Regions from separate parts of the Mus musculus genome. Here all the other regions are linked to region 2. Evidence: chromatin contacts called from public Hi-C and promoter capture Hi-C data. All regions are on one chromosome and are shown on one strand. Each heading gives the region's core, a stretch centred on a gene start, on an enhancer-like site or on the middle of the called end of the contact. The rest is flanking DNA. Distances are from core to core; before and after follow the strand shown.

Evidence for each region. Promoter capture Hi-C pulls out the DNA fragments that hold promoters and counts their contacts. Hi-C and Micro-C count contacts between places; a contact is called where the count stands out from the background.
Region 1: a contact with region 2 is called in a promoter capture Hi-C map of liver, with 2.5 times the contacts expected there. The contact joins the enhancer-like site here to the promoter of Gc in region 2. A contact is called at or near these places in 8 of 39 promoter capture datasets (the 3T3-L1 cell line, embryonic stem cells, frontonasal cranial neural crest and 4 more), 2 of 484 Hi-C or Micro-C datasets (both in liver) and 3 of 9 other capture datasets (embryonic stem cells, liver and pancreatic islet).
Region 3: a contact with region 2 is called in a promoter capture Hi-C map of liver, with 4 times the contacts expected there. The contact joins the promoter of Utp3 here to the promoter of Gc in region 2. A contact is called at or near these places in 2 of 39 promoter capture datasets (hippocampal neurons and liver) and 1 of 115 datasets of contacts at active chromatin or transcription factors (embryonic stem cells).
Region 4: a contact with region 2 is called in a Hi-C map of liver, with 2.6 times the contacts expected there. The contact joins the enhancer-like site here to the promoter of Gc in region 2. A contact is called at or near these places in 13 of 39 promoter capture datasets (the 3T3-L1 cell line, 3T3-L1-derived adipocytes, the C10 cell line and 8 more), 2 of 484 Hi-C or Micro-C datasets (liver and myeloid progenitors), 3 of 115 datasets of contacts at active chromatin or transcription factors (embryonic stem cells and hepatocytes) and 1 of 9 other capture datasets (embryonic stem cells).

Annotation. Positions count from the first base shown.
Region 1 is chr5:88,925,359-88,932,255 of GRCm38.p6, reverse strand. The region is part of intron 1 of Slc4a4 (solute carrier family 4 (anion exchanger), member 4); the gene reads right to left. Among named protein-coding and RNA genes, the nearest start is that of Slc4a4, 42 kb to the right of the region's middle. Within about 2 kb of position 2,420, at least 131 of the 459 cell types and tissues checked have an H3K27ac peak or open chromatin away from gene starts, as enhancers often do. A contact at or near this core is called in liver and pancreatic islet, where this site is marked.
Region 2 is chr5:89,453,091-89,459,717 of GRCm38.p6, reverse strand. Gc (vitamin D binding protein) reads left to right here and starts at 1,820. Exons shown (of 13, transcript NM_008096.2): 1 at 1,820-2,057. The coding sequence starts at 2,000.
Region 3 is chr5:88,550,300-88,557,657 of GRCm38.p6, reverse strand. It overlaps Utp3 (UTP3 small subunit processome component), which reads right to left and starts at 3,196. Exons shown (of 1, transcript NM_023054.2): 1 at 1,568-3,196. The coding sequence starts at 3,044. The coding sequence ends at 1,635.
Region 4 is chr5:88,793,986-88,800,383 of GRCm38.p6, reverse strand. It overlaps a transcript of Slc4a4 not described here. Among named protein-coding and RNA genes, the nearest start is that of Dck, 32 kb to the right of the region's middle. Within about 2 kb of position 3,078, at least 8 of the 459 cell types and tissues checked have an H3K27ac peak or open chromatin away from gene starts, as enhancers often do. A contact at or near this core is called in hepatocytes and liver, where this site is marked.

The DNA of each region.
Region 1 (6,897 bases), core at 1,171-3,670, 530 kb after region 2:
AAGTCACTGTGTGAAAAATGTACAACAGCCTTCCAAGCAAAGGGGAAAACAAGGGCCAAGACCCTAGGATAGGAAAGTTTAGCACCGTCCAGGAAGTGGAAGGAGCCAGGTCATGCAAGCCAGGAGAAGGAGTCAGAGCTGAAGGCATCTGGAAGCCTCTGAAGAACAGTGAGACGGAGGCCGGCATGAACTGTTTTCCCTTCCCAAAGGGTCACTCTACCTGCGATGTGGAAAACAGATGCTTAGGGCACAAGATAAACTCGTAAACTACCACAAAAACCAAGAGCACTGTGTGAAAATCGGGGTGTTGGGAAGCCATGGAGACTTCATTCTGGACACTTTTTAAGGTTGAGATGTGAATCCTGAAAAAAAAAAAAAGTTGCTGATGCAATCAGAACTGCCCGAGCCGGGTACTAGAGACTCAGGGCTGTTGCTAAATGCGGCAAAATCCATGCATCAAGCTGGTGCTGGAGTCGTTACCAGATGCCAGCATGCAGAAAAGAGAAGTAGGATCAGGGTGCGGACCTGCGACTACCTGCTAAGACACACCAACATCCCCAAGTCAGGCAGTGAGACCAGTGTAAGCTGGACACGGGTGACATGGAAGTCAGAGAGAGCAGACAAGCCCACCGGAAAACTGAGAAGGACGGAGATGGGAAAGCCAAAGTTGGATTTGGCCAATAGGGAGGATGCAGGTGCCTATTACAGACCCCCTTGAAACAGGCCACTCTCGGTGCTGGGGGAGAGAGGAACAGAGAGGGTGCTCGTCTGTTCCTTCTTCTGTTTTTTACCTTCCTCCAGTGAGGAGGAGAGTAAATATTAACTGAGTATCTACTGTGCACCCTGCATACTTCCAGACACCAGGGACACACAAACCACGTCTACCTTCTCGAAGACATCTTCTGGTGCTCAGGGAACAGTCCAAAGTGCAAGGAGCCACCGGCTACCCAGCATTTGTGCACACAGATAAGGAGGACGTCGCAATGAGAACATTTTCCTAAACTCCTCAGAAGCACGACAGAATCCCAGAGCACTGCATGTACCCTAACTTTTTTTTTTATCCTCCCTCCGGAAAATAGAACTAACCCCAGGTCAGTCAGCATGCTGAGTCCAACACAACCGACTGTAGACGCCATTTTGGACCCTCTTATCCATCAGGCAGGATCTTAAAGCATCCTGTTGTCTCTTGATATATTTTCTAAACCTAGATATCGAAGCTTGTTCCAAAAATTATATGCCACATGTAAAGCAAAAGGGAAGCAAGAAACCCAAGAGATTGGAAGGGAAGGTAAAAAGGTCAGCACCCAAGCCCTCCGGCCAAGTTGAGAAAACAACCCAACCCCACCGTCTGAGCACGGAGTGGGGGTCACGCTGGGTGCATTCCTTGGCTCTTTGGTGCATATTTCACATTCCCGTCAAGACTATACATAGCAAGTCATCAGAGCCTCGTTTTCTCTGACGGCTCATACAGAATGCCCACAAATAGGCCTCTTCTCTGCCAAAAAGGAGCGAGTGAAACAGGGCAAAAGCACACAGCCTGGCGGCGTTCCTCTTCCTCAAGAGCAAAGTCATCCTGATGCCTTTGGCCTTCTGCACGGGGCAGAGGCAGTCCCTCCTCTTTACATGACAAATATCAGTTATTCAGCCTTACATTTCTTAGCAGTTGCTGGCTATTATTAGTAAGACAGAGAGAGATACCATGTAAAGTGGCTGACCTAACCAGTTCCCCCCTCCCTCTATAAATCACTAGGAAGAAATTAACTCATCCAGTCCGTAATCAGGCCCCCAAATCTGTCCTTTAAAATGTCCTTCGCACGTGCCCTGCATTTGCTGAAATCAGAGAAGGAAGCATACTGTTGCTCACATAGCCAGCGTGAGGCAAAATGCAGAGTGGCTCTGGAAGCTCCTTACCAGCCTCAGGGGTGAGGGAGGGCAAGCTTCATATCACATGGCCTCTGATTGGAGAAGTTAAACCCCTTCTATACAAGTCCAGACCCATGGTGAGGGGAAAAGGTGGGGGGAGGGGGTTCTAAATCTCCATTTTTCTGGGATAGCAAAATGCTTTAACTGGAACCCATGTCAAATCATCTGCCAAATGGGCAGGTTCTCACCAGCCGGTCCTAATCACGGAGCAGGCCTGTGAGGGTGACTTAAGTCCGGCACGAGAAACATTTGTGCAAAACTGTCAGCCACTAGGCCCAGAGCACCCATCCACATTCCAGCCCTCTGAGATCCCACCCCCCCTGAGCCCTTGCCAACTGCCAACGTGCTCGCAGACTAGTACTCACAGCGCAAGCAGCTGCCACTCAGCCAGTCAGCAAGTGGCAGGCCGCCAGCGCACAAGCTTCAAGAGCACCAGCCTGCTAGTCCCAGGGCTGTTAAAGGTTGAAGGTCTACGGGTATGCTAGCCTTTAGATTCGCCTCACTTGCCCTCCTGTCTCCCTCTCCCATGCTTCCCTATCGCGCCTCCCACGGTAGCAGTTCACTCGTCTCTATGGTAACAGCATCTGGTTTCAGAGTTAGAACTTCATGCAGCACAGTTCTCTCTTAGCCTGGGGCTTTTGCCAAGAGGTGCACTAGCAAAAAGGCTGCTGCCTGAGTTGGAGCCACCTGTTTCCCTGTCACCCCGGGAATGACAGTTATGCTGCGTGTCCTCGGATTGTGGCATCTATTTTGTGGAACGAACACTTTAACCTCAGCATGCTCTCCACAGTATAGAGGGGCTGTGCTAGAGCTGGCAGCCAGCGGTATCCAGAGCCAGCCTATCTCCCCCACAGTCTCTGTTGTCAGGGACTTCTGCCTGCTTCCAGAGGTGGCACCAGGGAGCAGAATGACTCCGGCTGTCAGCATGTCCAAACTAGAGTTTGACATCACTGGTTCAATCAGTGCACGCAGCTTCAATTTTATTAGTTAACCTTGTATTTAAACATTATATTCTATCCTCGCCATTTGGTTTGTTGATGACATCCAATGAACCCATCACCTCTCCATTTATAGAAGCTTTTCTGTACCCAGCATATGCTAAACAATTCTGCACTCACATGCCCTGAGGCACAGATATGTATAAAACGTGGAAAAATACCGAGAGTGAAGACTTTTATATCAGCCATTGCTGTTGTGGTAATTATGAACAGTGTTGCTGGGGAATTTTGCTTACAGTCTAAAGGTATCACAAAGCTCAAACCTCAAAACTAGGCTCTCCCGGCTCTTTGGCTGACCTTAAGTCAGATAAAAGATAGAACATAGCACACCACAGATTTCTACTCCAGAACAGCACAAAAATGCCTAAACAATGTTCCCCTGTCCTCCTCACTTCTAAGAGGTAGAGAATCATTCTTTATTATAAGCTCGCTGCAAACACGATGTTTTCTTTTGTTTTTTGTTTTTTTGTTTTTTTTTTAACCAACAGCATTTTTATCGGTGCTTTTGTTACTTTGTAAAATGTGCTGTCCGTATTTGCGAGGTGTATATAAAGAGCAACATACAGCTGTCAGAGTCCTGGGTGACAGAGCCATCTCAGCTCTGTAAAGTGCACTGCCATCTTTTGGCAACATGTGTTCACTACAGCCGATGGATGGCAAGAGGAGAAGGAAGGAAAGTTTGTAACCATTCCCTTCCCAAGTTCACAGAGGTCCCTGGGGGGCCTTGTGTCCCCACAGGAAGTGAGGAAGAACAACGGTGGTCACTGGCTTAACCATGCACAGTGCTGAAGCTCTGGAGAGATATATTAAGAAAAGGAAGAGAGAGATCGGCACAGCAAAGCTGACAAACGTGGTTGATCACAGCTTTGTCTCCCACAGACCAACAGGTCACATGTAGAGTAAGCCGCCCTCCCAACTCAGGAGCTCCCTAATCAGCCTGGTCATTGACACAGGCCGAGGGCCAGGGAAACGTGGCCCCACATGAAATCAGATTTTAGGCTAAAGTAAAAGTAAAACTGCAACCCAGAGCAGGAGCATGCTGCACATAATTCTAGACTTACAAACTGCCTTACAAGTTCCTTTGTACTCTTGGACACTTGTCCCGGAGAAATGAAAGCTTACATTCATACAGAAACCTGTCTGTGAGTGTTCATGGTAGCTTTATTCCTAATAGCTAAGAACTAGACCTGGCCCAAGTACCTTTCTATAGGCAAATGGTTATGGTTTAAAAGCTATAGTTCATCCATATCATGGACTATGGCTTAGTGGTAAGCAAGGAGAAGCCACTGATTCACACACTAAAACAATGTATCTATAGGGGCTTATGCTAAGACAAAGACTCAGATGTTGTACAATTCATTTACATAACACTTCTGGAATGACAGCTTTTCCATATAAAGGACCCGACCTGAAGTTTCTTGGGATTAGAGACGGGAGTGTTGGTGGCTATGAATGAGTGGTACAGCAATGGATGTGGTCCCAGCTTAACTCTGCATCTTATCCTCCATGGTGACAGGAACATGGATCTACACAGATAATAAAAACATACAGACTGCAGACAGAGAGAGGAGAAGACGAATAAAACTGGGTAGATCTGAAGAGTTCCTTGAACTCCAGAAGTGGAAATACAAGTTATGCTATAGTTTTCTAAAGCGCTAATCAACATGGAGCAAAACTGGCCAAGTGTAGGGTTTGTCCTCCAAAAGTAATTTCTCTATTTCTCCTCAGCTATGCCTTCCAATCTACAACTGAGTCAAAATTCCAACTAAGATGTATTCACTTATCATCCTGGACATATTATTTTGCTTGGTGGTTAGGTGCAGATGGAATTGAGCGACACTGAGCGTAACCTCTTTAGTAACTGTGTCTTTGGACAGTGAACAAACCCCATTCAGCATCTCTTTCCAAGAAGCCTACAGCAGTTCATGCTGGTTAAATAAGTCCCTGAAATAACCAAGTCCAATTCATCGTAATGTTCCTACACGAAATTTGTAGGAACCAGATAAGATACTAAGATCTGAATAATCCATAAACCAAGGGCTAGAAATCCGTCCCAACGAGAGTTGGTTCGCATGTGTGCCTTTGAACTCTCCCCTTGAATCTTCTCCAAGTTGGGGCAGGGCCTCCCAAGCTCTGTGCCCAGGTTGCCACCTGAGCTCTGACAGTCTGGACCAGACTATTTAACAAAAGCCAAGGCCTGAAATGGCAAGAGGTCCATATGGGCTCTAGGGATAAGAAAGCCACTGGGATCCAAAGGGAGAGTCCTCTGCAAGGACATAGCATGCTATCGGTGAGACTGCTGGGAAGGACACCCATGCTAACCAGAGAATGACAGCCTGGTGCTGAGGACATTCCCCGGACTCAGTCTACACTCACGTTTAATGTTTAATGGGCTTCCTGGGTCTCATGTTGCCTGAAGCACCTGCTCTTTCAATGTCTTCTTAAGATTTTTCCTGCCAGGCAGAAGACAGAGGCTTCTCTCTAAACCCTTAACTCTGAACTGTCTCTCTTCGAGGAGTTTGGGGTGGGAATAGAAAGGTCCTAAGATAGGAGTCAGGCAAGATGACACAGGTAGTACTGCTCCACGAGAGAAGTTAGGGCCAAGCACAGCAGTGGACATGTCCCTCTACTGTCCCTTCCTCCTCTTCAGTGGCCATTCTCCACAGCCAGTAGCCAAGGAAAGAAAAGAGAGAAAGGAAGCTACCACGTATAATGATGGGGAAACAGATAGGCATAGCTGCAAGCCCATCATGTGAAGAAGGCACCTTCCAGTCAAGGGAGCTCTCTACAATGCTAGTCTTAAAGCAAGAGTGGATGGTGAGCTTCCTATCTCCCCACACCAGTACGTTCCAGTTTGTGCCACTGGCATCCGAAGCTTTCCTTCCCAACCCACTCATTCATAAAACAATTTAGCATCTACCTCCTTTTGAGTATCATTCATTGGTTCTTCTTTATAAGGACCTTCCTGTTGACTATAAGCTACTCAACCCAGAAGAAGAGGCTCAGCAGACATACACACACACACACATACACACACACACACACACACACACACACACACACACACACACCTTAGCTACTGCCTTCCCTAGCTTGCATGGGATGTACTTCTCTAATTAGCACATCAGATACCCAGAAGCCACATAAGAAGTCAGCGCGAGGCTCAGCCCTGCTCCTCAGACCTGCAACTGGACGAGTTAAAATCCCACAATGTGTACAAATACACCTACCAAGAAGCTACATGGCAGCTACTTTGCAAGTAGGACAAAGAGTTGACATGCCAAAGTAAACCTTAAGCTCTAGACATTTCAGCTCAGTCCGTGATTAGTTATTTGTAGTAGATAGGCCACTGGCTGCACCAATAAGTAAATGCCATATCACATTGACATTCATGTCAGTCTATGATTCTATCAACATTTACTTTAGATTCATGGATATTAACCTCAGGTTAGATTCAAGATGGCAGATGGGTAGGGACTCAAAAGCAGGGATTTTTTTTTTCAGGACACCAGGTTGGGAGTCAGCCACATGGCACCTGATCCGGTATAGCCTCTGCCCTGGTCACCTCTGACACACAGAACTGACATCAGCAGAAGTGCTTCCCCTCCCCCACTCTCACCACTATTGCAGCTCTACAGTTCACATCTTCCATCCCGAACAACCGACAGACTGGCAATAGCATGGCTGCCGGCATTCAGTGAAGCTCTTAATACGTTCCAGGCAACATGTTAAGAATTATCCATGCATTATTTCAATCTGGACACTTGCAGTTTGTCTGACTGACTTGTATAGTGCTGATGGAGCAGATATTAAGAACATCCGAGCTGTTCGTTCCTTTAACCAGTTGAGTATTAAATGTGGTTAGCATATGAAATAACGGGTTCTACTATGGCATCGTCATACACATAGATGTCCATCCTTTGCTCTGATTCCCTCCCCCAAGACGAGATTTCCCCATAAAATAGAGACAGCAGGG
Region 2 (6,627 bases), core at 571-3,070:
TTTCCAAAACACAGATAGAGCTATAATTTGAAAAAAAAAATAGATATGGGCTAGTCTTAAATTTTGTTGCAAGCACTCATGGAAAACAGTCTAAATGTATCTTTTAAAAAACAAATTATGAGAACATGACTGAGATACTATGTAGATTCTAATGATATTTATAGTGTAATCTTGGCATTAAAAATATACAAACCTGTTAACAATTGTACCAATCTGTGTGTTCTTGGTGGTTTTGATATTTTGAGACATCTGTTTCCAAATATTTGTAGTTAAGAATAAAACTTCCTTTAAATTAACTTTCGCAAGGGAAAGAAAATCATGCAGGCTTGTATTACACATGAAATTAACCTTTACACAGAACGCAGGTAGTGGGTGAGCAGGAAGCTGCCTGTGTGTCTTCAGCAATGCTTGTGGCCTCTGTTGATATCTTCTGCTGTGTGGGTTCCACTGGCTTTTAAAGAAATAGTTCCTATTTAATCTTACACCACTGAACCTAACACCCACTCACTTCCCATACAGTTGTTGATCTGACTAAGCAGGTAACTGTTTACTGTGGTTTGAGATGTTGGTGGACTCTGTCTGCACAGCTAATCTTTAACCACTGAATTGATTGGTAAGGGCATTCTCAGGCACCTATCTTTAAGAGCCCAGACATGGGGTTGAATTTTAAATCTTCAAATGGAATGTAGATTTCCGTGGTTCCTATGCTATCCTCAGATGTTGGAAACATGAGTAGTCAGGGAGAATAACTAGGAGAAATGAAAGAACATTAATGCGTGCAAACATGCATTAGATATCCGGCACATGGTTCATCTTAATCCCACACTAAGGGAAGAGCAATACATACATACATACATACATACATACATACATACATACATACATACATAAATACATAAATAAATAAACAACAAATAAACCAACAACCCCCCCCCTAAGAGTTCACAACTGAACAATGGGTCTAGAGAGGAGAAATAAATCTATATTATTCAGAAATAAGAGCTGGCTAAGACTGTGGTTCCTGAACCTGAGGACCCAATGTCAGTGTAAGATCAATATCTGACATTCTGGGCAAGGTACAGGATTCACATGAGGGAAGACTCTCTTTTCTAAGATAGAGATGCAAGATATCAAGTCCTAAAAGGTCCCTGTGAATTTTTTAGTTATGCTATTATAAAATATGTCAAACACATGGTAGTAGAGGGATCTCTAACTGATCTGCAGTGGTCCTAAGATTTTTACATCACATCGTGTGTGTGAGTGTGTGTGGTGGGTACTCACATGCTCATGTGCAATGGTAAGCCAGCCATTGAAGCTCTCCATCTATTATTTTTCTCATCTCAAGAGCTATTCTAAACATATACTCAATAGTGCACTGTAACACATAGATATAAGGCATGATGTCACCACAATTACCTAATGACATTAAATTCATGGAGTTAGAGAATTGCAATAAATTAACTGGCTTCTTGCTCTTTACTCATAACTTAAAATATCTAATCTGTGATATTTTAAAATAATGCTTATTTGTGTTAGATTTAAAGAGAGAAAGAAAGGGAGAACAGGAGGAAAAAGAAAGGAAGAAACACAGCTCCCAATTTTTCCATCAATACATAGGAGTGGTAGGGAGTACCCAGAGAAGACATAGACATATCTTTTCCTCCATATAGAATAGGGAAGTGTACCCCTACTGGTACATTAAGTAGATGCCATGGAAAAACTGCAGTGGGAAAGTATCCACATGCCTTGGCTTTTCCCAGTGACAAAGTTAATGATTAAAACCTCCCAGACTCTCCTCCATATTCCCCAGGGGTATCTATTTGCCTTATGATGATATTACTATCTATTTTTGGGAACAAGGCTGATTGTCCCTTGCTTCTGGGCAGAGATTAATAATTGATGAGTTTCTAGTTAGGATCGTTTGCAAATCCTGTGCTCCTGCCTTTTGCGTGGTGGCCGGCAGGTGAGAGGAGGTGCTGCAAGACTCTCTGGTCGCAGAATGAAGAGGGTTCTGGTTCTCCTGCTGGCCTTAGCCTTTGGGCACGCTCTAGAGAGAGGTAAGGCTCCTCTTTTCACTAAGAACTATTGCTAATTTAATTTCCCAGTGCCACTTTAAAACTTGAAGAGTAACTAACAGAAGAAATAGTGGATGCTCTAGAAGACAATAAAAGAAGGAACAAAGAGGGATCGATCTGAGCTCAGCTGGGCCATGTAGCATTAGTAAGAAATGCTCCCCACACATAAGAAATAAGTAGCTCACTAAAGATAGAGGCAGGTATGGCGGTGCATGTCTGCAACCTCAGAACACTGGAGGTGAGAGTGGGAGGATCTTGGGATTTCAAGTTTCCCTGGTGAACTGGCTGCATAGGGAGTTCAAGGCTAGTCTGGGCTGCCCGAGACCATCTGAAAACAAGCAAAACAACTCCTAAAAGAAAGTAGGGTTATGTAAGCTTTCAGTTTTCCTCCCCACATTGGATAAGTAAGATCTATAATGCAACCGGGGCCTCTGGTACACAACTAAGCATTTTTATTTCCCAAATGCTTACCCTCCTTGGTATCATCACGATGTCAGTGGTACAAGACGCCAGCTGAGAGAGCTCTTTGATCCTCCTTAGAGGATCGTACTCTTCAGCAGTTGCAAGGAACGAGAGTTTTTAAAAATACCTCTCACACAAAATAAGAAACTTTAGTATCTCTGAAATAAAATAATAAACAAGGTAACAGGGGTGGTGTTTCATGGAAATCACCCTTGCCCTGGGACATTGGCCTTTGCAGTGTTCTGAGGCTTCCGACAGTGCTAGCAGGTCACAGGACATGTGTGTAACTTCATAAATTCTGCAACTGGAAAACTTTCCAGAGATGTTTCCATTGATTTTTTTCCAGATGATCTCTAAACCCTAATTTAGCCTTTTATTGTACAGTTTAGGTGTTATTTTATAGATTTCCCTTTGAATAATTTTCATCTCTGGATTATTTTTTGATGCTTATAAGGGCATCTGCACACACTCTGATTTGTCAAATTAAGATGTTCATTTAGTACTCTTTCTTGACAGCAGCATTCAAACCATTCATGTATATTTATAGTAATAACACATTTAACCAGCAGTATATGCCTCCCTGGGAATTATCACTTATTAATGATGGCAAGAATAAACTCAGTCTTGACTTTATTTCTAATTTATGTGCGTTGGTGTTTTGCCTGCATGTATGCCTGTGTGGGAGTGCCATCCACTAGAACTGGAGTTACAGGTAGTTGTGAGCTGTCATGTGGGTGCTGGGAATTGAACCCTGTTCCTCTGAAAAAGCAGCGAGTGAGTGTTCTTAACCACCGAACCATCTCTCTAGTCCCTGCATTCACATTTTTATGTGAGTTATTTTGTTATTTAAATTATGTTAAATTCATTTTTATTCATCTGCATATGCTTACTACAGCTATAAGTCCTGAGTGGAGACTACCAAATCTTAGAAAAATAGGTACTAGTGAATAGATGAATTATGTAAGCGGTGGTGCCATACGCAGCCCTGAAAGCGCCTTTGTAAGTGTCTGGGGATACATATAACCTTGAGATATGCTACTGAAGCAAGTTCAAACTCAGTCTCCAAAACCAAAAATCCCAGGGTGTGCTAGGGTTGGACTCAGCAGGCAGCCCCTGGGTCAGCTTCAAAATTGCAGACATAAAGGCAGTCTCCCACCTTTATTTCACATTCTCAGCAGCCATAGTCCCAAAGGAAACAAATGAAGCGAGAGGGAAAGGATAGGGGCAGAGAGAGGGGCAGAGGGGAGAGAGAGATCAAATCAGTTCCCTCAAGTCGTATAGCCCGTGTCCTGTAGACCAGACAAGACCCAGAGCCATGTAAAATACATTTACAAAGTATTTGCCAGGACATGCTTCATCTGTGGTTCCCTATTCTACCACACCAAGTGTGGCATCCGGAGCCACAACTGCGTCAGCGGGAGCCATGCTATGATCCGATGGAGTCTGGGCATGCCCCCTGCTGGTTGGAAGTGGTAGAGCACAGACTGAGACTGCAGCTGGCTTCCAGTTCAGAATGGCCGCAAGACTGGCTAGAGAGAGGGTTAGGATGCGGGTTGAGGTGTGGGGTGGTGGTAGTTCTCTATGTCTGACATTCTGAGAGACCTAACAGTTTCCTCAAACACTATTTCAATCACCCTGTGCTCAAGACATAGCTTGAAAACTGTTCCCTCGGTCCAGCATATTTGAGAAAGTAGCCGTTCTTTACTGATTAGCGGTTTACCATCAATGTGTCCACCGTAACAAGGCAATGGTAAGTCCACAAGAAACCCTACTTAAATCAGTTTTTTAAAGACACTTGACCTTTCCTAAGAGCCAGTAATCTGAAGCTGTCTTTTGGAAACTGGATCCAGTTTCCAAACTGGGCCTAAACCCGCTGTGCCACAACACAAAGTTCTCCCTCTTAGGAACTAGGTTTATCTCGGGGAAACTGACTTAGGAAATCTACCAAGTCATAGAAAACCAGACACTTCAGCTGGCCCAAGACGTGCAGAGGCAGTTCTTGCTGGCTGATCCATGTTCTTTCCCAAGAACTGAAACAGAAGCAGCGCTAACCTGCAGCTGACCTTCCCAGGTCCTCTTCCCACACCAAAGTAAGTAAGAGGAACCAACTATTGCTGCAGCTTTACAGTTACTAAGAACATAATTATCAATAGGAAATAAGCTCTTATAGACTACTAAACTGGTTTGCATCCAAGTTTCTGTTAAGTATAACACCAAACTGGGAAAGAAAAATGAAAGATGGTAAAGCTACATTTCCTCTTCTTCTTCTCCTTTACAAAATCTCTCCAAACGAGCTCTCAAGTCAGAAAAGTAGTTACTGCTGTCATCAAAAGAAACATTAGCCTCCTTGCAAACCAATAGCAATGTCATGGTTACAAAGCACAATGCCAGGAGTGCAGTCACCGCTATGTGTATAAGAATTAACATGCACACCCTTTAGAAGACCATGAGTTTCACCTATAATAGGAAGAAGATAAAGAGATCTTTTAACTTAACAATGGGGTCCCCCCCCACTATCTGTTTGTTATAATTATCAACACGAAATGGAGAACTCAGTTTTAGCCCCCATTGCAGTTCTCTAGTGACTGACAGTAAGTGATCAATGAAATTTTTGAATACTGCCACAGAATCTGGGTACCCACTTTAAATGGAGTTTTGATAATCATAGGAACATTGAGAGCCAGATTTGATGGTTCATGCTGTAGTCACGGAATTCCAGCACTCCAACTAGAAGGTTATGACAGTAGTGAAATCAAATGCTAATGTGGAATTTATCTAGAAAAGTGGCTCTCAATCTGTGGGTTGCAACTCCCTTGGGGGTTACATATCAGACATCCTGCATATCAGATATTTTCAATTCATAGCAGTAGCAAAATTACAGTTATGAAGTAGCAGCAAAATAAATTAATGGCTGGGGTTCACCACAATATGAGGAACTATATTAAACAGTTGCATCATTAGGAAGGTTGAGAACCATTGGTAATGAAGAAATAAATTCTTCATGGGTGTCTACCATTGTTAACATGCTTAGTATACACAGTATCTACAATTCATGTTCTTTTAAAAGTCTCAAGAATGATTTCTGCAATCTAATTGAACCTCTTGGACCAACAACTCCATTCCAATCCCCACAGCCTGTGCCTCATAATAACCCTCACGGCACCCTTCGTTTCTATGAGTTTCACACTTCAGATTCCATGGATAGAATCATTTTACATGTTTTTTATTCTGTTTTTAGCCATTTATACTTAATATGATGACTTTAGAGATCAGGCACGCTGTTAATTAATAGAATGTCCTTTCATAAGGCTGAAATACATACACATTGCATGTCAACAGCATATTTCATTTCCCCATTTTTCCACTGACTCACACATGTAACTTTAATATCTTAATTCTTGTGAAGAATGTTGCAGCCATGAACATGGAAATTCAAGGGATCCTTTAATATGGTGACGTCATATCTCTTATCACCCAGAAGTAGTATGCTGGGCAATGCAGTATAATAGTTGTGTTTTAAATTCTTTCAGGAATGGGTGCACTGTTTCTATAATGGCTGCTTCAAGGCACATCCTCAGGAATAAACGTTGTGTGCTGGTCCCTCTTTCTCTGCATCCCTACACTGTCTTTCTTTTAATAATTGTCACAGGTGTGAGGTGATATATTGTGATTTTGATTTACATTTCCCTGGTGCTTGTGGTATTGAGAAGGCTTCTAATACCTGTTAATATATATATATATATATATATATAGATAGATAGATAGATAGATAGATAGATAGATGCTAAAAGTTTTTCAAGTATCTGTATTTCTTCTTTTATGAAATGTTAATTAAGTCATTTACCATTTTAGAATTTTATTGTCTTCTTGCTGCAAAGATGAGTTTCTCAGTTATTTTAATAGTAATCTCTTGTAAATGTAGTCTCAAATATCTCTCACTCTGTGGGTTATCTCATTTTGTTTCCCTTGTTTTTCCTTTAAATATTGGGGAGGATGGCAGAGCTGAAGGGATGGCTCGATATTTAAGAGCCCTAGCTGCTCTTCTAGGGGACCTGGGTTCAATTCCCAGAACCCACCTGGTGACTTATGT
Region 3 (7,358 bases), core at 1,947-4,446, 900 kb after region 2:
AGGCCAGCCTGGTCTACAAAGTGAGTTCCAGGACAGCCAGGGCTATACAGAGAAACCCTGTCTCAAAAAAAAAACCCCAAAAACCCAGAAACAACAAATAATCAAGCTGGAATTATATAAGCTGGCCCCCACGTCTATCATAAGAGATAAGCAGGACTGAGGACTTAACCCAAGGCTTCCCTGGAAACCAGGCATTACACTAAAACCTACATCCTTAGGCCCCACTATCCTGGTTTTACCCAACAAAAATAGAACGGAGGCACACAGACACCAAGTATTTTGTTTAAAGTCATAGCTACTAAATAAGACTTTGGTTTAAAATTCAAGTGGTCTAATCAGTCTGCTGGTATCCTAACAGTTATCCTAAGAGATGAAGAAAATGAAACTCGATTTACTCAAAATCACCTAGGAAACTTCAAAATGTATGCTTTTCTACTTCATCTGAAAAGGAGTTAAGCTCTAAAGCTAGCAAGGCTGGGCTGAAATCCTGCCTGTGATGCATAAAAGCTTTGTGATTTTGACAAAGTTAATTCTCTCTGCTCCAAATTTCCTCATTTTCAAAATGTGGATAATAGGGCCAAGTGAAATGCACTCATGCAGGAGCAGGGTACCTTGGTGCCTTCCTCTGACCTTTCTGCCTTGATTGGTCCCTCACTGAGCTGGAAGCTTGCTTTTGGCTAGCCTGGCAGGCCAGTGAGTTACTGGGATCTACCTATCTCCTCTTCCCAAAACTGGGGCTACAGGCACAGGTAACTGTTGTTGTTTAGAACTCAAATTCAGGTCTGCATGTTTGCAGAACAAGGGCCCCAACCCACCAAATCAGCTCAACTTAGAATTGTAGCGTCTTTATCCGTGACTATTACAACCACATCATCTTTGTACAGAGAGTAGACAATTGCTTAGAGCAAGTTTAACCTTAAAATTCCCAGCAAACTGAGAATCAAATAGCAACCACCACCAATCACCAGCAGAGGGGATATGGAATTTCTACCTTAGTTACCATAAAAAGGATTATTAAAAAAATACAATTGGTGCAATTATCCTTTCTGTCACATTTAACCAAAGCTGCTTTTTACCACAGATGCACGGTAAATGCATATGTACAAATATTCTGTCCCAAGAATTACAATTATAATTGAAATCTGTTAGATCACTTTTGCAGGCTATCTTACAAAAAAGAAACAAACAACCCCCCCCCCATGACTGTCAAAGGTTTTCATTGTCTCCACATGAAAACTTATATAAAAGTGTTAAAGTGTTAATTTCATTAACACTGCACAACTAGGTGGGGAAACTTTCTAGGCTAATGTGCTAAAATATTACACAGTTTTTTTACCCTCCAATTACAATTCTTAGTAGGACTTTAATGGATGAATAAAGTAGCAACCCCGGGCTGGAGACAGCTCACTTGTATGAGTGCTTGGTTAGTTATGCACAGGCTCCAGGTTCAAGTTCTCAGCACCCAGTACAAAAGACCAACCAACAAAGCCCAAAGCAGCAACCCCTAATTCCCTGCTGACAACAAATTTTAAACTTAAAGAAAAAAAAATAGGTATTACAAACACAATCACTTTACTTCAAAACACTTTTTATTGACCTAAAATAATTGCCAAAAGCTAGGCCAAAGAGCAACTTTACTTAAGCTTAATGCTCTTCTTAACTCCAGCACGAATGCCAGAGAGTTCACCACTGTACCGCTGTTCTTCTCTGCGAACTTCACGAACCTGGCCTCGTCGTCGGATTTTGGCTTTTCTGAACTTTTCCCTATGTTTCACTCTGGGATTTCTATCAATCTTCTTTCTCCTGGGTGTAAGTCCCCTATTTTTAGCAATCTGGTAGGTAATGGCTCTCTTTGCATTTTGTTCTTCGAGAGCCTGTTCTTCAGCACTGTTTTCTTCCTTCTTTCTCTTCAACTCTTGCCTGTCTTCCATTTCCTTATAGTACTTGAGAGCAGCCCCATCAAAATCAGGCTCATCAGTCAGGGCAACAGCAGCAGCCTGCTTTACAGACTTGGGCTTGGTTTTGGTTAATTTTGCTTTTGGAGTCATTTCTTTCTTTACAGCACCATCCTTGGCTGTGAGGAGGTGACGGATTTCAGAGGACAGTTTCTGATCCACAACCGACAGCTTGTTGATCAGATTTCTGTAGGTAACAAGCCTTTCTATAACAGGATGTCCATGTGCAGGGACTCTCCGGGCTTTTAAGATCAAATAAAAGCTAATGTTGGCGCAATAGTTCAAGTAGAGATTATACTTAGTCTTCAGGTATTCGCTTCCTCTTCCAGTTGGAATGACCCCTTTCTCCACCAACTGTAACAAGGGTTCTAACTCATCCTTCACCTCTGTCAACTTGGCTTGGAGGTCTTCTATGAGCTCTAAGAGCTCTGGTGATTCTTTCTTCAACATTTTCAGCTTCTCTTTTACCGAGACTTTAGCCAAATCCTTCACAACCCTTGTCTCAGCTTCGTCTACCTGGGGCACCGGCTTTGCAAAGGCCTCCACCCAAGCGACTCCAAAATCATCCTCTTGCAGGGCTTGGGCCAAGCGCCGCTGAATTATCTGTGCCTCCTCCTCTTCTTCTCTTTCCTCCTCTTCTACTTCTTGCTGACTCTGACGGCCTCGGGATTTGGAACCATAGTCCGTATCGTAATAAAGCTTTTTTCTCTGACCCCAGGACAAGCTAGGGTCCACAGAGGCCTCAGCCTCACTCTGCACGGAGCTTCCGCCGTCATCATCCTCTCCAACCTCCTCCTCCTCCGAACTCTCTCCATCTTCGTCATCTCCATCATCAATATCTAGAGGTAGCACCTCTTCCTCCTCATCGCCATCCTCCTCCCCACTCTCGACTTCGTTCCAGCCCTTGGCCAGGACTGCCCGAGATCGCGCTTCATGGAACTCATCTACCTGGTCTTGGTAGTAGCTGGAGTCCCCTGGAGAGGGCGGCAACCCCAAGTCGTCCTCATTTTCGTCCGTGGCGGTGAGACCTGCCTGGGCCCGCACGGCGGCCCACTGAGCCGCTCCACGCCGCCGTGATTTCTTCACCATGGCTCACCAGCGGTCCCGGGTTCCCAAGCGACGCCGCGATTTCCGCCACTTCTGACCTCCGCCCAGAATGATGCCGGCAAGCGGAGGCTTTCAGCACCAGCACGCTCCGCGAACCCAAGTCGGTGACCACCGGAGCAGAGAGTCTGGGAAAGGCCTGTTTCCTTCCGCTCCCAGGGTGCTCTCCGCGCAGCGCGCGCGCCTAAACTTCCGCTCCCCCCCCCCCCCCCAGCGTAATCCCGCCGCCGTGTCTTTTTAAAAACCAGTCGGTTCCGGCGAATGAAAACTTCCGGGTAGGAACGCTAGGCCAAGGATATTTCCGTTCCGCGGATCCTTTTGTGGCTACTTCCGAGCTCTCTCTCTCTCTGGTGACTTCCGGCGTGAAGCCGGAATCCCGCCAGGGACGCCGCGAGACAGCCCGCGGCCGACAGAGGGCGCGGGGCATCTACGTTCCCACGCGTCGGCAGGGCGCCCACTGGGCCACGCTAGATAGTTGCCCAGCTCACGGTTTCGTGTTCTCCGTTTGCCAGAGTGGAAGTTAGTCAGGGTTTTGTTTGTGTTTTGTTTAGTTTTGTTTTTTGTCTGTCTTGACTTCTGAAGCCGGGACTCGCCATGTTGTCAGCCTCAGCCTCCCGGATTGGTGCTTTTCTCTGTTTTTGCCTGGGAGTTGCTACCGTAGGCGCCGCGTTTCCGGGCCCCGCGCGGCGAGTCTCTGCTTTTAGGCGACCCGAGAGAGGACTTCGGGGTTTTTTGGGGACGATGTAACCGGGAAGAGTAAAAGACGCGCGGTGTCCTTCTACTGGAATAGCTTCGCTTTTCTAGACGTTCTGGAAAACTGTGAGGCTGTCAGCCGCGGACAGCCTCCTATGTATAGAATTGGGTTGCAACATTTAATGATTATTCATTGTTGTGTTCTTCAACATTGATCAAGCACCAAACTTCCGTGGCAGCGTTTTAGGCAGAGATGGGGGGGGGGAGGGGAGGGGAGAATAAAGGAAGGAAATGAGCAAAATAGATTTAACAAGGGAGGGAGGGGAGAGGAGAGAGGAGAATGAAGGAAGGAAATGAGCAAAATAGATTTAACAAGGGAGGGGAGGAGAAGAGAAAGAAGAGGGAGAGGGGAGAGAGGGAGAAGGGGAGAAGAAGTGGGGAGGAGGAAAGAGGAGGGAAGAGGAAGAAGAGGAAAAGGAAAAGAGATAAAGGCCAAAATAGGAGACCTTGTGGTTTAGGAGGGCGCACGGGTACACCAAACAGAAAACTCAGTCAAATGGGAGAAGTGACATATGGGTCTAAGAGAATCGAACTGGTGTCAAGCTTAGTAGACAGGGCTACCACCTAAGCTATCTCAAATGTATGACCTTTTATGTCAGCTTCCTTATTTAAAAGGATATACAAAGTCGTGATTATGCATACCACATGGGGTCTTGTCTTTTTTTTCTTTTTTTTTTTTTTCCATTTTTTATTAGGTATTTAGCTCATTTACATTTCCAATGCTATACCAAAAGTCCCCCTTACCCACCCACCCCCACTCCCCTACCCACCCACTCCCCCCCTTTGGCCCTGGCGTTCCCCTGTACCGGGGCACACAAAGTCTGCGTGTCCAATGGGCCTCTCTTTCCAGTGATGGCCGACTAGGCCATCTTTTGATACATATGCAGCTAGAGTCAAGAGCTCAGGGGTACTGGTTAGTTCATAATGTTGTTCCACCTATAGGGTTGAAGATCCCTTTAGCTCCTTGGGTACTTTCTCTAGCTCCTCCATTGGGAGCCCTGTGAACCATCCATTAGCTGACTGTGAGCATCCACTTCTGTGTTTGCTAGGCCCCGGCATAGTCTCACAAGAGACAGCTACATCTGGGTCCTTTCGATAAAATCTTGCTAGTATATGCAATGGTGTCAGCGTTTGGATGCTGATTATGGGGTGGATCCCTGGATATGGCAGTCTCTACATGGTCCATCCTTTCATCTCAGCTCCAAACTTTGTTTCTGTAACTCCTTCCATGGGTGTTTTGTTCCCACTTCTAAGGAGGGGCATAGTGTCCACACTTCAGTCTTCATTTTTCTTGAGTTTCATGTGTTTAGGAAATTGTATCTTATATCGTGGGTATCCTAGGTTTTGGGCTAGTATCCACTTATCAGTGAGTACATATTGTGTGAGTTCCTTTGTGATTGTGTTACCTCACTCAGGATGATGCTCTCCAGGTCCATCCATTTGGCTAGGAATTTCATAAATTCATTCTTTTTAATAGCTGAGTAGTACTCCATTGTGTAGATGTACCACATTTTCTGTATCCATTCCTCTGTTGAGGGGCATCTGGGTTCTTTCCAGTTTCTGGCTATTATAAATAAGGCTGCTATGAACATAGTGGAGCATGTGTCCTTCTTACCAGTTGGGGCTTCTTCTGGATATATGCCCAGGAGAGGTATTGCTGGATCCTCCGGTAGTACTATGTCCAATTTTCTGAGGAACCGCCAGACTGATTTCCAGAGTGGTTGTACAAGCCTGCAATCCCACCAACAATGGAGGAGTGTTCCTCTTTCTCCACATCCTCGCCAGCATCTGCTGTCACCTGAATTTTTGATCTTAGCCATTCTCACTGGTGTGAGGTGGAATCTCAGGGTTGTTTTGATTTGCATTTCCCTGATGATTAAGGATGTTGAACATTTTTTCAGGTGCTTCTCTGCCATTCGGTATTCCTCAGGTGAGAATTCTTTGTTCAGTTCTGAGCCCCATTTTTTAAGGGGGTTATTTGATTTTCTGAAGTCCACCTTCTTGAGTTCTTTATATATGTTGGATATTAGTCCCCTATCTGATTTAGGATAGGTAAAGATCCTTTCCCAGTCTGTTGGTGGTCTTTTTGTCTTATAGACAGTGTCTTTTGCCTTGCAGAAACTTTGGAGTTTCATTAGGTCCCATTTGTCAATTCTCGATCTTACAGCACAAGCCATTGCTGTTCTGTTCAGGAATTTTTCCCCTGTGCCCATATCTTCAAGGCTTTTCCCCACTTTCTCCTCTATAAGTTTCAGTGTCTCTGATTTTATGTGAAGTTCCTTGATCCACTTAGATTTGACCTTAGTACAAGGAGATAAGTATGGATCGATTCGCATTCTTCTACATGATAACAACCAGTTGTGCCAGCACCAATTGTTGAAAATGCTGTCTTTCTTCCACTGGATGGTTTTGGCTCCCTTGTCGAAGATCAAGTGACCATAGGTGTGTGGGTTCATTTCTGGGTCTTCAATTCTATTCCATTGGTCCACTTGTCTGTCTCTATACCAGTACCATGCAGTTTTTATCACAATTGCTCTGTAGTAAAGCTTTAGGTCAGGCATGGTGATTCCACCAGAGGTTCTTTTATCCTTGAGAAGAGTTTTTGCTATCCTCGGTTTTTTGTTATTCCAGATGAATTTGCAAATTGCTCCTTCTAATTCGTTGAAGAATTGAGTTGGAATTTTAATGGGGATTGCATTGAATCTGTAGATTGCTTTTGGCAAGATAGCCATTTTTACAATGTTGGTCCTGCCAATCCATGAGCATGGGAGATCTTTCCATCTTCTGAGATCTTCTTTAATTTCTTTCTTCAGGGACTTGAAGTTTTTATCATACAGATCTTTCACTTCCTTCGTTAGAGTCACGCCGAGATATTTTATATTATTTGTGGCTATTGAGAAGGGTGTTGTTTCCCTAATTTCTTTCTCAGCCTGTTTATTCTTTGTGTAGAGAAAGGCCATTGACTTGTTTGAGTTAATTTTATATCCAGCTACTTCACCGAAGCTGTTTATCAGGTTTAGGAGTTCTCTGTTGGAATTTTTAGGGTCACTTATATATACTATCATATCATCTGCAAAAAGTGATATTTTGACTTCCTCTTTTCCAATTTGTATCCCCTTGATCTCCTTTTGTTGTCGAATTGCTCTGGCTAATACTTCAAGTACTATGTTGAAAAGGTAGGGAGAAAGTGGGCAGCCTTGTCTAGTCCCTGATTTTAGTGGGATTGCTTCCAGCTTCTCTCCATTTACTTTGATGTTGGCTACTGGTTTGCTGTATATTGCTTTTATCATGTTTAGGTATTGGCCTTGAATTCCTGATCTTTCCAGAACTTTTATCATGAATGGGTGTTGGATCTTGTCAAATGCTTTTTCTGCATCTAACGAGATGATCATGTGGTTTTTGTCTTTGAGTTTGTTTATATAATGGATTACATTGATGGATTTTCGTATATTAAACCATCCCTGCATCCCTGGAATAAAACCTACTTGGTCAGGATGGATGATTGCTTTAATGTGTTCTTGGATTCGGTTAGCGAGAATTTTATTA
Region 4 (6,398 bases), core at 1,829-4,328, 660 kb after region 2:
GAGAGACTCATACTTTATAGCTTTTTAATCTGAAGAAACCTGCGTCCAATACAATTAGGACATAGATGAAGTTAGGTGTAATGGTACCGGAGTCAGGCATGAGGACACAGCAGGTAAAGGCATTGGATGCCAAGCCTGATAACATGTACTCAATTCCCCGGAGCCCACACGGCAGCAGAGAACAGAACCCTGCATCGTGTCCTCTGGCTTCCAACTGCACAACATGGTACACACACGTACAATGTTTAAATTTTCTAAAGAAAGAGATATAAAGGGTAATTTAGGTTATAAATAAAGATGGCACTGCACAACAGTGGGGAAAGTAGTTTTTAAGGAAGTATTGAAACAATTAGAATAGCCAACTATGGGGAGATTTTATGTTATGTCCTTCATGCCAACACAGATTTTCAGTGCATCAAAGCTTTAAACATTAAAAACAAGAGCATAAAGTACCTGAAACAGAATAAATTTATAAACAATAATACTAAGTATATAAAACATGAAAATTATAAATTCAGATATATTCCATACTACTGAAAGAAGAACTGAAAGACATTTTGCATCGGAGAGAAAAGAGAACAACCTTGCACTGTGACAGGAGTCCTGCCGCACACCACTTGGCAAGAGTAAGATGATTTTAAGAGGCTGTATCTTTGACTCAGAAGTTCCGCATCTATGAATTTATCATATACAACAGATAATGGAGAGCGGTGAGAAGAGGGGTGTGTGTGTGTGTGTGTGTGTGTGTGTGTGTGTGTGTGTGTCAGTGTGTGTGCCTCTGTATGTGTCTGTGTGCCTGTGTGTGTGTCTGTGTATATGTGTGAGTGTATGTGTAAGTGTATGTATGTGTGAGTGTGTGTGTATATATGTGATAGAATGAGTGTACATGAGTATGTGTGAATGAGTGTGTGTGAATGAGTGTGTGTGAATGTGTGTGAGAAAGTGTGCATGAGTATGTATTTATGCGTGTGAGTGTATATATTTGTGAGTGACTGTGTGAGTGTGTATTCTGAGTCAGTGTGTGTGTGTGTCTGTGTGCACACATGTGTATGTATTCAGAAGTATCTGAAATACCAAAATAGAACAAGTGGGATACATGTATAAAATTCAATCACATACATACAGCCTTTCAAGGGTAAGACAAACCCACATAGTTTGAAATGATCTCTTAGAGTAATGTGCAGTTACATGGAGAAACAGTGAGCTGCGAATACTGTCATTGGTTATGCTTTGTGTTTGTGGGGGAAGGCTTATACTCATGAATCTTTTGGGTAGGCAACAATGACCAGGAAATTAAGAAGAGATAGTTGATGTTATAGTATGTCCATTTATGGATTTTCTGTTTTATGAAATATGCATATAGTTTCTATTCAATAGTATAGAAAATAGCATTTTGATACGTTAAAAGTAATCACTGTTTGTTGAAATGCCTTTACTGAGCCCCAAACTATGGAAATTGAGGAAATGTGTTTCTTATATTGTTGGATGAGAACATTAAAATCTAGGTGCCAGTCATGTCATTCTACCAAAATTTAACAACATAAACCAGTTACTTTGGAATTTCTATTCGCTCTTTGAGAATTCTATACATGCCTACAAGGTATCTTGCTCATATCCATTCCCACCCATTTCTTCTCTTAGTCCCTTTTCCCCATGAGCTACCTATTTACAGACTGCCTGAAACTTACTCAGCAACCGAGGCAGCAAAAGAAAGCTGTTCATAGCGTAGACAGATCTGTTTATTAAAGATTTCTCAGAACTTTGGCTCTCAGCCTCTTACCCCATACTACACCAAAGCTCAGAGGCCACTCTGTAGCCTGGTCTCTATGGTCCCTTTTTCAGTCGTTCTGACTTGAGTGGGATTTTTTTTCTCTGTTTATGAAAGTATTCGGTAATTGTTTTACATTCTACTCAGAACTTTGGTTGCTTTTTAGTACAACTGGGAAGCCCAAATATCTTCCTCATCATATTGCTAGAAATCAAACTTGTAAGACGGTATCCCTCTTCCATGTTAATCTTAAAAAACAGTCTTTGGCCAGGCAGTGGTGGCATACACCTTTAATCCCAGCACTCAGGAGGCAGAGGCAGGCTGATTTCTGAGTTCAAGGCCAGCCTGGTCTACAAAGTGAGTTCCAGGACAGCCAGGGGTACACAGAGAAACCCTGTCTCGGGGGCCGGGGGGGGCAGGGGGGGATCCAGTCTTTCTCTATGTGGGCTCAGAGTAGTATTATAGTTCCCTTTGCATTGGCGATTGGTCATACAACTTACTTTGCCCAATAAAATGAAAAGAAAAAGATCTATGTCACTTTTGGAACAAAACAAGACTCAAGTGGTAAAGGCAGCTGACCAGGGTTCGATTCTCAGGGTCCATGAGGTAGAAGGAAAGAAGTAACTCCAAGTTGTCCTCTGACCTCGGTTCACATGCCGGGGTACTCACCTGTCCCACCCAACTCCAAAATATATGTGTAAATGTAATTTTTAGATGTTCAATAAAAAAAAAGTGTGGTGATCCTAACACCACCAAGTTACAGTGACAAAACTCAGCATCGTGGCTTTTCTGGTAGCTCACTGTTCCCAGGAAGGTGCCCTTGGGTACCTGTATGGTACTAAAATTATTCTGCTGAGTTATTGTTTGTGTGTGTGTGTGTGTGTGTGTGTGTGTAAAATCTGTTTTATATTCATAGTGCTTGGTTTCATTTGGTTTGTTTTTTGTTTCGTTTTATTTTGGGTTTTGGGTGGTTTTTTTTTTTTTTGAGACAGGGTCTCACTATGTGGCCCAAGATGACATCAAACTCTGGATCCCTGTTCCTCTGCCTCCAAGTACTGGATTTTGAGCATGCACGTACCACCAATCTCAGCTTAAATTCACAATCGTTATATAAATTATAACTCCACTGTTAAAAAGCTAGCCTAGGATTTCTTTTTATCCAGCCGCAACCTACTTGGGCCTACATTATCCACATTCCTCTCCTTCTCTCCCCCACAAGCTCAGAAAATTCCAGCGCCAGACAACACAAACGCAAAGTCACAAGGAAAGCAGAAACACAAATATTTTTAACTAGTGGGAAGATCAAAGAAAAGTCAATAATGAACTGTGGCTTCATCAAACATTTACAGAGAGCACTAAGACACCGAACAAAAGAACCAGTGGCCGAAATGTATATTAGGAAGCATTGTATTTGATTTAGAGCAATTTCTTCTCAAATTTGCAATTGGCCTTTAAGTCATTTAAGTGTAACATTATGTTAAGAAATTACAATGAAAGTTTGGTTCATTGTGGTCTCAGGGAACTGAAATCTGCTTGGAACACATGTCTGAAGTTAGGAAGACATATTCTTTCCTTTTTGTGACCTCTATGTGTTAAAGCAGCTGCCAAGCAGGCTGACAACACCCAGAAAATGCATTTATGTTCCTTTGCACACCAAATGTGCTTGTTGCTGTCAGAAACAGACATTCCTCATCCACATCGCAACCCGGATCGCTCTCCTCTCAACAGAAGTGGACCGCAGGGAGGGTAAAGAGCAAAGGAAAGTCAGGCCAACAGTGGCCTAAGTCAACGACCTCTGGGGAAAGCCCTTTAGATCCTCCTGCCAGAAGCTGCAGTCCAAGGACTGCGGGAAAGCCAGGTTACTGGTAGACAAGCTGCTTCCGAGAGGGCCAGTGGCAGAGCAGAAGGACCTGCCTCAAATCCAAGATCATCCTGCAGTGGACTGCGTGGACAGTCTGCTGAATGAGTTCGCAGCGATACGAAACCATCAATAAATCAGACACCAAAGGGGGGGGGGGAGAACTTGATAGTATTAATAGCAATTATTCCCAAGTTTGTTAACAGCTTTCTTGAAGGAAAAATGACAAAGAAAATGTAGAAATTATCCCAGCCCTTCTGAGGTGTATCTCTCTGGAGTCGTTTCTGTCATGAAAGACTCTTAGAAATCTTTAAACCTTTTTCCGTCTCACTGTGGGGAGGCGCGAGTCCTCTAGAGGGAGGCAGCTGTGAGATTGGAGCAAAGCAAAGCACTTGTATCTAGGGTATCTCATTTTAAAAAAAACAATGCCTTTCACTGGCTATAAATCAGGCGACAATGCCTATCTTAGAAGTTTATTAGAGAGAATACAGATGTTTTTCACCCTGTAACCATTTACGTAGATAAAGTTGTGAGAGAGGCAGTGTTTCCAGGTGGGAAGAAAAAGGCTTTCCATTCCGAGATTCTGGCTCAAACAAATCAAAGCAGTGTCACTTCACCAAGTGAAGTCCTTTGAACCTCAGTGGCCCTATTTAGACTGTTACCAGGATTAAATATTAACATCTGTGAAGGCCGACTCACTTCACAGATACTCAGTAGATGACAATTACCTTCAGAGTCTTCTACTTTCTCATTATTCCCCTTTCATTTATGGAGTTAACAAAAACTGATTACCCGTTATTGACTTATGGTAAAATGGTAACAAAAACCTATAAGCCCCATCTTCATGGAGTTTGCATCAGTAGAGAACACACACATAGGAGAAAAAAAAAAAAAAAACAGAAACAACAATAATGAAAATAGGCCAGCACAGCACAATTTTATAATGTGTGGCAAGAAGGAGCGTATTTGGTGCTGTGGTTAACACAGAAGAGAGACACTTCATTCAGCCTTAGGCCAGAGTTTCGTGGAGAAAACTACAGCTGAAAACTGAGGGAGGAGTTGGAGTCTGCTAATGAAGCGCAGGAGGTCAGGAAATATTTTCAAAGGCCCAGAACTGGGGGAAATTGGGTTTGTCCCTTGTTCTGGGATACAGCAAATTCTCCTTTACATCTTTCTGGGTTTGCCCCAGATCATAAGTATCATGGTGCATAGCCTTCCCACTGACCATAGCCACAGAAAAGACACTCTCTCCAGCCCAACTCCCACCTCAATCAAGTATAAATCGCATCCATCATCCACCGGTCGCAAAGCCAAACTCCTGGTTTTGTGGTCCGATAATTCATAATGTGCACTCTTATTCCCATCCAGGGATGATGCTCTGACAATGGCAGTGGACTCGGTGGTGGATAAACACCATTCATATCTACCACGATCTTACAGACCAATTAAGCAGCAGCAACGTGTAGTTACATGTTACATGAATTAACAAATGTAACTAAAGACCAAATAAGCAAAGATCATGATGAAAATAAATATAAGAACTCAGCTCTAGCTTGAGAGTGGTATTTTCACACTGGGTAGTGAGGCATGTGTACATAGCAGTATCAACAGTTGCATCAATAAGTTCATTTTCTGTCAAGCCAATATTTGGAGACTTACTATTATATTATCACACACCAGGTATGTATCCAGACAAAAGAGATCACCTATTTTTGTTAGCTGAGAAAGAAGGATTTAAGAACTGGATGACAAAATATATAAAGACGCCTTAAGTAACAAACCACTCTATAAACAGTCCCTGTACTCTCTTTACAAGAAAGTTACACCTGAAATTTTATCTTTGCTTTGACATTATTCTGAATGCTTATTCCTTTATGTATCATTGAGTTTCTAATAACAAATGTAAGTAAGTAAGTAATACTTTGCACCTAATGGTTTTACTATACTTAAGACTAAGCTAACAAAATGAGCCTTTCTCAAGCCCTTAATGAGGAGAAAAAAATTACCAATTTTGAGAAAGCTATGAAAAAGTCAAATCTTCTTAAATACACAATTATTCAAAATAATTGTACAGCTTAAAATAGGACTGGCCTTAAATTAACAAATTTGTGTGCATATTAAAATACCAAATATTATCAACTATAATAAAAATATTTAGCACTGAACATTTATTAATTTGTATAACAAAATTATTCAGCTATGATAATTTGACCATTTATCAGCAAAGAAAAAATAGTGAAATAACAACACAGGCAAATAGAACCACAGACTTGGTGCATAAATGCCTGATAATAGAGATTTGGACTTCTAACAAAAATGATTCAAAGCATATCCTTACAAACTACAAATAAAACTGATCAGTGTCATAGCACGCCCTTTATGCAAGCAGATGGGATATTAGATTTCTCTATTTACCTTCTACATATTTGCTTTTGAATTCATCTAACTTAGTACATCAGTCCTAAAACTGGTTCTCTCCAGGTGCTCTTCCCATGCCGTTCGTGACGTTTCTCTTTCTTTCCATGTATTTGATCATAAAAGGCCATAAAAACGCATGCAATATTTGAACCTGTAGATGGAAGGTGTCTGCATCTTTCTCTGAATGTATTTCCCTTGATAATAAATGGAAATCAAATTAAGACAGAGATTCCTAGTTCCGTCGTCACTCCCTACTAAGACAGAAAGGTAGATAGACATACACCATGTCTTTCCTGCTGCAGATGTCTACTACCCTAAATAAAAACGCTTATGGTTATACTTACAGTCCGGACC